Regions from separate parts of the Ovis aries genome. Here region 2 is linked to region 1. The links are chromatin contacts, called in public Hi-C maps. All regions are on one chromosome and are shown on one strand. The core of a region is the stretch at or near the end of the contact, and the rest is flanking DNA. Distances in the headings are between cores, read along the strand shown.

Region 1 (4,245 bases), core at 690-3,189:
CATCCCACCCTTATAGGAAAGGGGGAAAACATCTCCTTTCACAGCTGTTCTCAGTGAGAGGCGGAGAAGCAGTTTGCATTTCACAAACAGCCAAGTCTTTTCTTTCAAGCACACAAGCATGGGGGCACATACATATACTACTGTGATTTTTTTAAAACCCACATTATTGATAAACTATACTTGTTTTAATCACAATATACATCTACATTCCGTCTAGAATATAAAAATAATTTTCTTACTGAAAAGATTTCTCTAATATTTCTTAGGCACTAAATAAACTGTATTACAACCCACTGTCAAATGAGCCCTAGAATTAAAGAAAGAAAATATGGGGATTTTCAACTTTTCAACCTACAAATAAAAAATGTATTCCTTCTAGGGATATTTCTTTGTCCTATTAGCTCCTAAGGTAGGTCTCAGCAGGTATATGCTATGAAACATAATAACATAATTAAAGGTAAATTAATTAAAGGATAATAAAAACGGAAAGTTTCTTGTTTTGATTTCATTTATACTGGCCTGCTCTACTTTCAAAGAACTCTTGAAAAGATCTAATTTCAGTCTTTATGGGATATATTTTATAGAGCTCTTGTGTTTGCTTTTTTAAAATATATTTATTTTTCATTGAAGGATAATTGCTTTACAATATTGTATTGGTTTCTGCCATATATCAACAAGAATCATCCCTTATGTTTATTTTTAAAGTTTCAGTTTAGTTCAGTCACTCAGCGATGTCCAACTCTTTGTGACCCCACGGACAGCAGCATGCCAGGCTTCCCTGTCCATCACCAACTCCTAGAGCTTGCTCAGACTCATGTCCACAGAGTCGGTGATGCCATCCATTTTAAAGACTGGGGTTAATAAAAATGTTCTAAAAGTACCGTGATAGTTGCACAACTCTAAATGCTGAGACCCATTAGATCACATGCTTCAAATGTGTGAATTATATAGTATGTGAATCATATCTCAATAAAACTGTCAAAAAAAAAAAAGAGCCTCAAAGACATGCTTAGAATATTTTAAAGAAGATTTTAAACAAAGTTGAAAAAGTGAGACCCATCGAATTCCTTCTCAGAAAACCCTGACTGAAGTCCTGGTTTCTTTACTTCCTGGCTTTGGGAGTTTGGTCAATAGGCAAATGATGTGATTTTCCTAACTACAGCTTTCCTCATTTATAAAGCGTGGATAAGTCCACTACAATACCCATTGTATCAGCTAAATAAACTGTTGATGCTAAAGGACACACGTGGGTATGGATGGATAAAAAAGTACCACTCTACCTCGGGCACTCAATAGAGATTTGTTGAATTACTGTATGTACATCTCCTGACTAAGCAATGCCTGTGGTTTCTCCAGCATAAGAAGCAAGCTGAGCTGTAGGGAATAAGTCGACACAACCACACTGGTCAAAGACTGTGGTCAGAGACATTTCGTTGTTCACATTTGTAAGTCAGGAGTATATAAAAACCTTAACAAAAATGGTCTAGCTTAACCAAACTGAGAACCAGGCAAAGAGACAAACAACTTTTGGAGTTGTTAGCACTCTGGGCTATTTTTTTCAACTAAAATAACTATCACTTGGGCTCCGTCTTTTATATTGAAAGCGTCATTCATTATTTTCTCTGTCCACTTGTCTCCAGTATTCACATAAGGGAAACGAACCTTATTTCTTGAAGAATTCCACCATCGTAGATGTTGAACTGGGAATCTGATGAATCAAAAGCTAAATTCGGCAAGTTGCCCATAAAACTATGATGGCTTTATTTTTAACATATTGCTAGGAAAAAAAAATATTGATTCAAATGAAAAACAAAATCTATAAGTCTTACCTGATTTCAGAAACAAGAGAAGTAGGAACACCACCTCCTTATGTTCCATTTTGGGACTGGCCAGCAGCGTCCCAAAAACAGTGTGTCCCAGTCCCAAGATGTTATTGACTTACAGGAGAGGAAACACACCCACAGACAAGATAATCACACGGAGTTAATCATTCTCCCGGAGGCCCACTGCCTCTGTGCTCTGAGGGTTCAAACATTATCTGGACAGGAGGATCTTACAAAATGTTGACAGCGGAGTCTACAATAGATGCTGGGAAGTGGTGGAGACTGCCCGCCCCCACCCCGGCTGCCCCAGGCTGCTCTGCCTTCCTGCGCAACGCACCCCCCAGCCCATCTTTTCCACTTACTCTTCTCTCCTTCCCTCTTCCTTCTTTCGATTTATTTTGGGTAAAACAAAAAATACAACAATAGCTACCATGTGCTGAGAACTTTTCTGTGCCAGACCTCCTGCACAGTTTCATTCAAACTTCAAAGCAGCAGTGCTGGGCTTTCCCTGGTGGCTCACTGGTTGGGAGTCTACCTGTTCCTGAGTCCAAGCTCACTCTGCCAGCCGCATGACAGGCCAGTGAATCTGAGAGATGAGGGGCTGAAGCAAGGAAAGACTTTAATCGGGGGGCCTGGCTGACTGAGAAGATGGCAAGCTAGCGCCTCAAAATAGACGTCTTGTCAGGGCCTGGTTGCCAGATCCATAAAAGATGGATCCATAAATGATGAGTCACCTCCAGAGAGGTGAGGAAGCAAAGCAGAAAGTCTGTTCAGCCCTTGCAAATGTCCCCTAGGATGTCAAGCCTCAAGCAGGAGAATGTGTTCGTTTTACTTCCTTTGATTCAGTTCAGTTACTCAGTCGTGTCTGGCTCTTTGTGACCCCATGGACTGCAGCACACCAGGCTTCCCTGTCCATCACCAGCTCCTGGAGCTTGCTCAAACTCCTGTCCATCGAGTCCTTGATGCCATCCAACCATCTCATCCTCTCATCCGTTTCCTCTGTCTCTCAATTCCTTACAGTCCTTTGCAGATGGGTGGCTCAGGTTATCTCCCTGACGCAGGCCATTATGTATGGTTACAATAACAAAAAAGGGTTAAAGGCACGGAAGCAGATCCAATGTAAATTTGAAATTAACCCTTCCTGGTTACACAGCTGCCAGTGCTGGAGACGGGGGTTTGATCCCTGTCCGGGAAGATCCCACATGCCCGTGGGACTAAGAGCAACTGAGCCCATGTGCCACTGCTGAGCCTGTGCTCCAGAGCCCGGCAGCGGCAACGCCTGAAGCCACGTGCCCTGGAGCTGGTGCTGCACACGAGAAGCCACGGCAATGAGGCCCATGCGCTGCCCCTGGAGAGCAGAGCCCGCTAGCTGCAACTAGAGAGAAACCTGCACAGCAGCAGAGACCCGGCACAGCCAACAATAAACAAAAAAATCATAATACAAACACAAGCAATATTACTATCATCCCCACTTAAGGCGACAGGCTGAGCAAGTTTAACTTTCCAAGGTCACTTGGCTCACAAGGGATGAAGCCAACACCATTGAAAGGCATAAATGTCCACTTCCTACTTTTTTTCTGCTACGGATGGTGGTGGTATGCTTTTTGCCCCCTTTCAACTCTTGTTAGCTGCAAGAATACATGTGGTTCTACAATCGTTATTATCTGAACAAGGTTGCCCTCCGTGTCCTTCTGACTACGGATTCTTCATCACCTTCACAGTACAGCAGCTCCATAAGAACACGGGCAAACATGAAGCGGAGTGTGGCTACTGGCCTCATTCCCTGCAGTGGAAAAGAAGAGGAAAGAGGCATGAGCTGCTTAGGTGTAGATGGTGTGGCTGGAGGGAGGCTCCCCTTACGGCTCGGCCCCACGGGGCTCAGCTTCACAGGCACAGGGCAGGCACAAAGAGAAGGACTCCCCTAGATTGTGCGTAGAAATCCCACTCCGACTCTCTGGAAGGAATGCTGGACCGTGCAAGACCATAAAGACAATTAACTCTCTATCAGTCATTTTCTATTTGAAAGAATGGCAGAAGCTGAGGGAAGAGATAAAGAAACAGATCATCTCAGTACAGTGTAGCAGGCCAAATAAATTCTGAGATGTCTATTATCGTGGAGTTCAATTCATTAAGTATGTACTGACCACACAGTAGGAGTTAGATTCTTCTGTACTAAGTCGCTTCAGTTGTGTCTGACTCTTTGAGACCCTGTGGACCCTTCAGGCTCCTCTGTCCATGCGATTCTCCAGGCAAGAATACCGGAGAGGGTTGCCATGCCCTCCTCCGGGGGATCTTCCCGACCCTGGGATTGAACCCATGTCTCTTGTGTCTCCTGCAATGGCAGGCAGGTTCTTTACCACTAGCGCCGCCTGGGAAGACCTAGGTTCTTCTAGGATTGTGTAAAAGGTCTCTATCTCTCTAC
Region 2 (4,245 bases), core at 980-3,479, 120 kb after region 1:
GTGGAGAGCGAGGTGTGAGGTATGTGGTCTTGGCTGGGGGCTGCTTCCCTGCTGAGGGACTGGGGACCAGGCCTCCTCCTGGCTCTGACCCCGTGGCCGCCCCGTGGTGCCGCCTTCTCTCACCTGCCGCGTCGGCAGTTTAGTCTGTTACCTTTTTAGGAGCTCTTTTATCCCCAGCGCTCGTTTCCTCCCCCGCCCCCACCCGGCTTTGTGTGCACCCTCCAGGACTTCAGCTGTTGCAGAGTTCTCTTCTCCCTGCAGAGAGTCACTGTCCTCACCCCGCAGGTCTCTGTGTATCTCAGAATGTTGTGTTGACTCTTCCGCCCTGACCACCTGGTCTTTACGCTTTCCTCCGTCTCTGAGTGAACAGTGAACTTGCTCTTGCTCAGCTGGCCTCAGGCCAGGGTTCCCAGTATGTCCTGGTTTCCTGTTCGGGTTGGTTTCCACAGCCAGCCTTACGGAAATGCATATTCACGGCCATTTTCGACGCCTCCTGCCCCTCTTAATTTCCGTTGTTCTGTTTCATCTGTAATTTCTTCTGTTTGCATCTTCTGTTCTCAGTCAAGCTTTGCTGAAAAAAAAAGATGTTTGAAAAGGTTACTGTTTCATTTCACTACCAATTCTTGTTATTTAATTTCTTTGTAGGGTCATTATGTACCTGTCAGTGTTCCCTTTTATCTTTGTCTTGTCCTTTGGATTCCTTTTCAGCGCAGTCTGTGGCCTTCAGCTTCACGTCCCGTGTTCTGAGAAGCTCCGGAGCCTCGTCACTGCCTGTGCTGAGGGGCTGCCCACCTGCACGGTTTTAGTTCTGGGTGTTTGTTGTGTTGCGGCAGTGCTCCTTCGAGCCGTCTTGACGTTAACCCTGACCCCATTCTTTCTCTCACACACCATCTCTAGTTCCCCATGGCTATCCCTCTGGGGTATAACCAGCATCTGACCTCCGCTCAGCACTGCCCATTTCCCCGCTTCCCAGCCTGTTATTTCTCCCTTGTATTGCTGTAGCAGCTCCCTCAGGAGTCTGCTTTTGCCCTGCATCCTCTAAGATTTATTCTCAGTGATCCTGTTAAACTGGACATCAGACAATTTTTTGTTACTGTTGTTCAGTTGCCCAGTCGTGTCTGACTCTTTGTGACCCTACGGACTGCAGCACGCCAGGCTTCCCTGTCCTTCACCATCTCCCGGAGTTTGCTCAAACTCACATCCATCGAGTTGGTGATGCCATCCAACCATCTCATCCTATGTCGTCCCCTTCTCCTCCTGCCTTCTCTCTTTCCAGGCATCAGGGTCTTTTCCAATGAGTATGCCCTTCACATCAGGTGGTCAGAGTATTGGAGCTTCAGCTTCAACATCAGTCCTTCCAGTGAATATTCAGAATTGATTTCCTTTAGGATGGACTGATTTGATCTCCTTGCAGACCATTTTTACCTCTGTTCAAAAATACGCCAGTGGTTCTCCGTGCTTGAGTAAGAGCACCTAATCAGTGGCCCGTGAGACCAGGCACAGTCTGACTTTTCACGAGCTCCGTATCCTCCTTTCCTGGGCTCTCCTGCGCGTCCTCTGCGGCCGCAGTGCCTTCCTGCCTTTTCTTCGTAGGCCCGGCCTGCGCCTGCCTCAGGCTCTTTGCGCTTGCCCATCCCTGTGCTCGGGCTGTTTCCTACGACTTACTTCCCCGCTTCCTGCAGGTCTTTGGCCAGATGTTATCTTCTCCACGTTTAAAGTTGAAACTCCTGCAAGAGCACCTCAGTGTTCTTCCTTAATTTTTCCTCTCCAGAGCACTTGTCAATAGTTGAAGTACTCTGTAGTCTTCTTTTTTGTTTGATTTGTTGCTTCTTTTTCCCCTCCATGTACTGAAGAAGTTTTATCTCTTCTGTTTGCTGCTCATTACTCCATAACAGATACTGATTAGTTGCTGAATAACTTATCCTGAATGTCCTTGTACACTACTGCCCTTTACAGGCACGTTTTTAGTCAGGCCGTTCTCCCACTTGGTCCCTGTTACAGCCCACCCTCTCTGCCTACCAGAGCACGATCACACAGTCGCTGGACGTCCGAGGCCTCCCCTGGCACGGCTGGGTTACCGTCCTGGTCTCACTCCCCTCTGCTCTGCTCTTTCCAGCTTGGCAGCTTCTCTTCACGGACCCGCCTCCTGCTTAACACACCCTCGTGCGCTTCGATCATCCTTCCTGTTCTTCCTCGACTTGCCCTCCCCCTCCTCCTGGTCCGTGCTCCTCCTGACAGAACCCCGCTGCCCTCTGCTGTTCTAGTTCCTACCTGCAGGGCCTGTTGAGCCCGCGCCCTCAGAGAGCTGCCCTGGTAGTTACCTTCTGCCCCATCTGATGCTGGCTGTGGGCTTACTGCTCTGTTTCACTAGGCTCCAAGCTCCTCTCATCATAGAAGTCAGTAGGCTGCTGCTGAATTTTCGCTGGACTCATTTAGATTTGCTTTATACATTTGGGTTTGCATTTTTAACCCTAGTATTTAGAGTGTATACTTGATGAGAAGCATCAGTGATTATAGTAGTTCATGTTCATTGACTATGAAAATTGTGATGGAAGTTTTTAAAAGCAACTGCATTTAAGGAATTCACTTTGTTTCTTATGCTATCATTTAGTTTATTGAGCCTTTAAAAATATTTTGTCATAGATACATATTTGAGCCCACTTTATACCATTTTGAACATTTAAGATGAAAGTAGCCTGTGGTAATGACATAGCTACTGTGAATGTAATTTAAGATTTTAAGGTTTATAATGGAAAACTGGTAGTAGAACAAAGGTAGATACATTCCACGATCGCGATTTCTGCTTTTTTTCATGTTAATCGTGATTTTATGTTAAAGGAGAAGTGTCACTGTCATTGATTTTGAACTGTCGACATACCAGCTCAATCTTTCAGTTTCTCATTCCAGAGTTAGACTGAGGGGGGACGGTTTTTCTTCTCTGGTTTACGTCTGTTGCTTCTGTTCCCTTAGTGACATTGCAGGAATGCTGCTGAAATCGACAGGAAGCTTTCTAGAAGCTGGCTTACAGGAGAGCTGTACAGAATTCTGGAACAGTGCCGACGACAGCAGTGCTTCAGATGAAATAAGGTTGGGGCTGATTTCCTTTCCTCTCCCATTTCTGATCTTATGTAGTTTTACCCTTGGCAGTGAGCCTATAATATGCCCCTTGTTGAGGCCAAATCATGTTGGACTCGAAGAATGTGGGTTGTAGATCTAAAGGGATTTGTGTGTGACTGCTGTATCATCTTTTCGTGTGATCTCTTAGTTATGGTTTTATGTGAAATTGTCCTTGGAGGTGACTGTTATTTAAGCTAATCCTTAGAGACGATGTAGTTTCAGTTGACTAAGAACTGCTAGGGTAGAATTCATTCGCATGTTCCGGACTGTCTTTAGTTAACTAGTTTCTGTCCTTTAAAGCCTCTGCAGTAGTCCATGAATACATTAACTGACGTTTGGTGCATTTTTGTTGTTTTCACACTCACCTTACCCCTTCTGTTGAACTTTAAGCTTGAGTAGGAGAAACCGTGACTGGTTCATCTGTGTTTCCTTCAGTTGTGTGCACACAGTATTGAGGGTGAGCCATGTTAAAGTGCTGTTTTTGTGGCTTATGTGCCACTCAGAGCTATTTTGTGGCCAGTTATCAACAGTACCCTGTGAGTCAACATTAGGAAGTGCTAAGGCGGAACTAACTTCTCTAGAGGTGTTTTCTCTCACCTTCCAGCATTTGATAGAAAACACATTTTGGGGTTTCATAACACCGGAATCTCTTTATACCAGGATTAAAGAAAGAAGTCACTACATAGGCTCTCACCTGGGAAAATGCTGAATTATTGAGAAATGGAATGAATCAGTTCATAGAAGGTCTTGCCGTTTTGGGCGCTGACATGGTAGACTCAGAATAAGCGAGTTCAGTCATTGGGGTGGTGAAGCAGAGGATGGCTCTTACAGTGCTTTGATCGTTTACTGGGGGTGGATCGAGAAAGGGGGTTCACACACAGTGATGTGTGGGGCTGGCTGTCCTGGCTCCAGGGCACCCCTGTGGGTCGTGCACACCCCCAAGTCACAGCTCAGTGATGTCCTTTTGGTGGATTGAAAACCTCTGTGATAGGTGTATCCACACCAAGAAAATTGGCAAGCACCACACAAGATAATAGTTTAGGGGGAGCTGGTGTTAAATATTCCCTGGTTCACTGCTCCTTTTTAGTTAGATTATGAGCCGAGAGTCAAGAGCCTAATTCCTACTCC

The links. Hi-C and Micro-C count contacts between places; a contact is called where the count stands out from the background.
Region 2: a contact with region 1 is called in a Hi-C map of mixed tissues, with 2.6 times the contacts expected there. The contact joins the enhancer-like site here to the promoter of PLG in region 1. A contact is called at or near these places in 8 of 16 Hi-C or Micro-C datasets (hypothalamus, liver, mixed tissues and 4 more).

Annotation. Positions count from the first base shown.
Region 1 is chr8:84,362,279-84,366,523 of ARS-UI_Ramb_v3.0, forward strand. PLG (plasminogen) reads right to left here and starts at 1,940. Exons shown (of 19, transcript XM_012183211.4): 1 at 1,830-1,940. The coding sequence starts at 1,878.
Region 2 is chr8:84,486,987-84,491,231 of ARS-UI_Ramb_v3.0, forward strand. It overlaps MAP3K4 (mitogen-activated protein kinase kinase kinase 4), which reads left to right. Exons shown (of 26, transcript XM_060419877.1): 7 at 2,971-3,087. Among named protein-coding and RNA genes, the nearest start is that of TRNAG-GCC, 95 kb to the right of the region's middle. Within about 2 kb of position 2,230, at least 3 of the 54 cell types and tissues checked have an H3K27ac peak or open chromatin away from gene starts, as enhancers often do.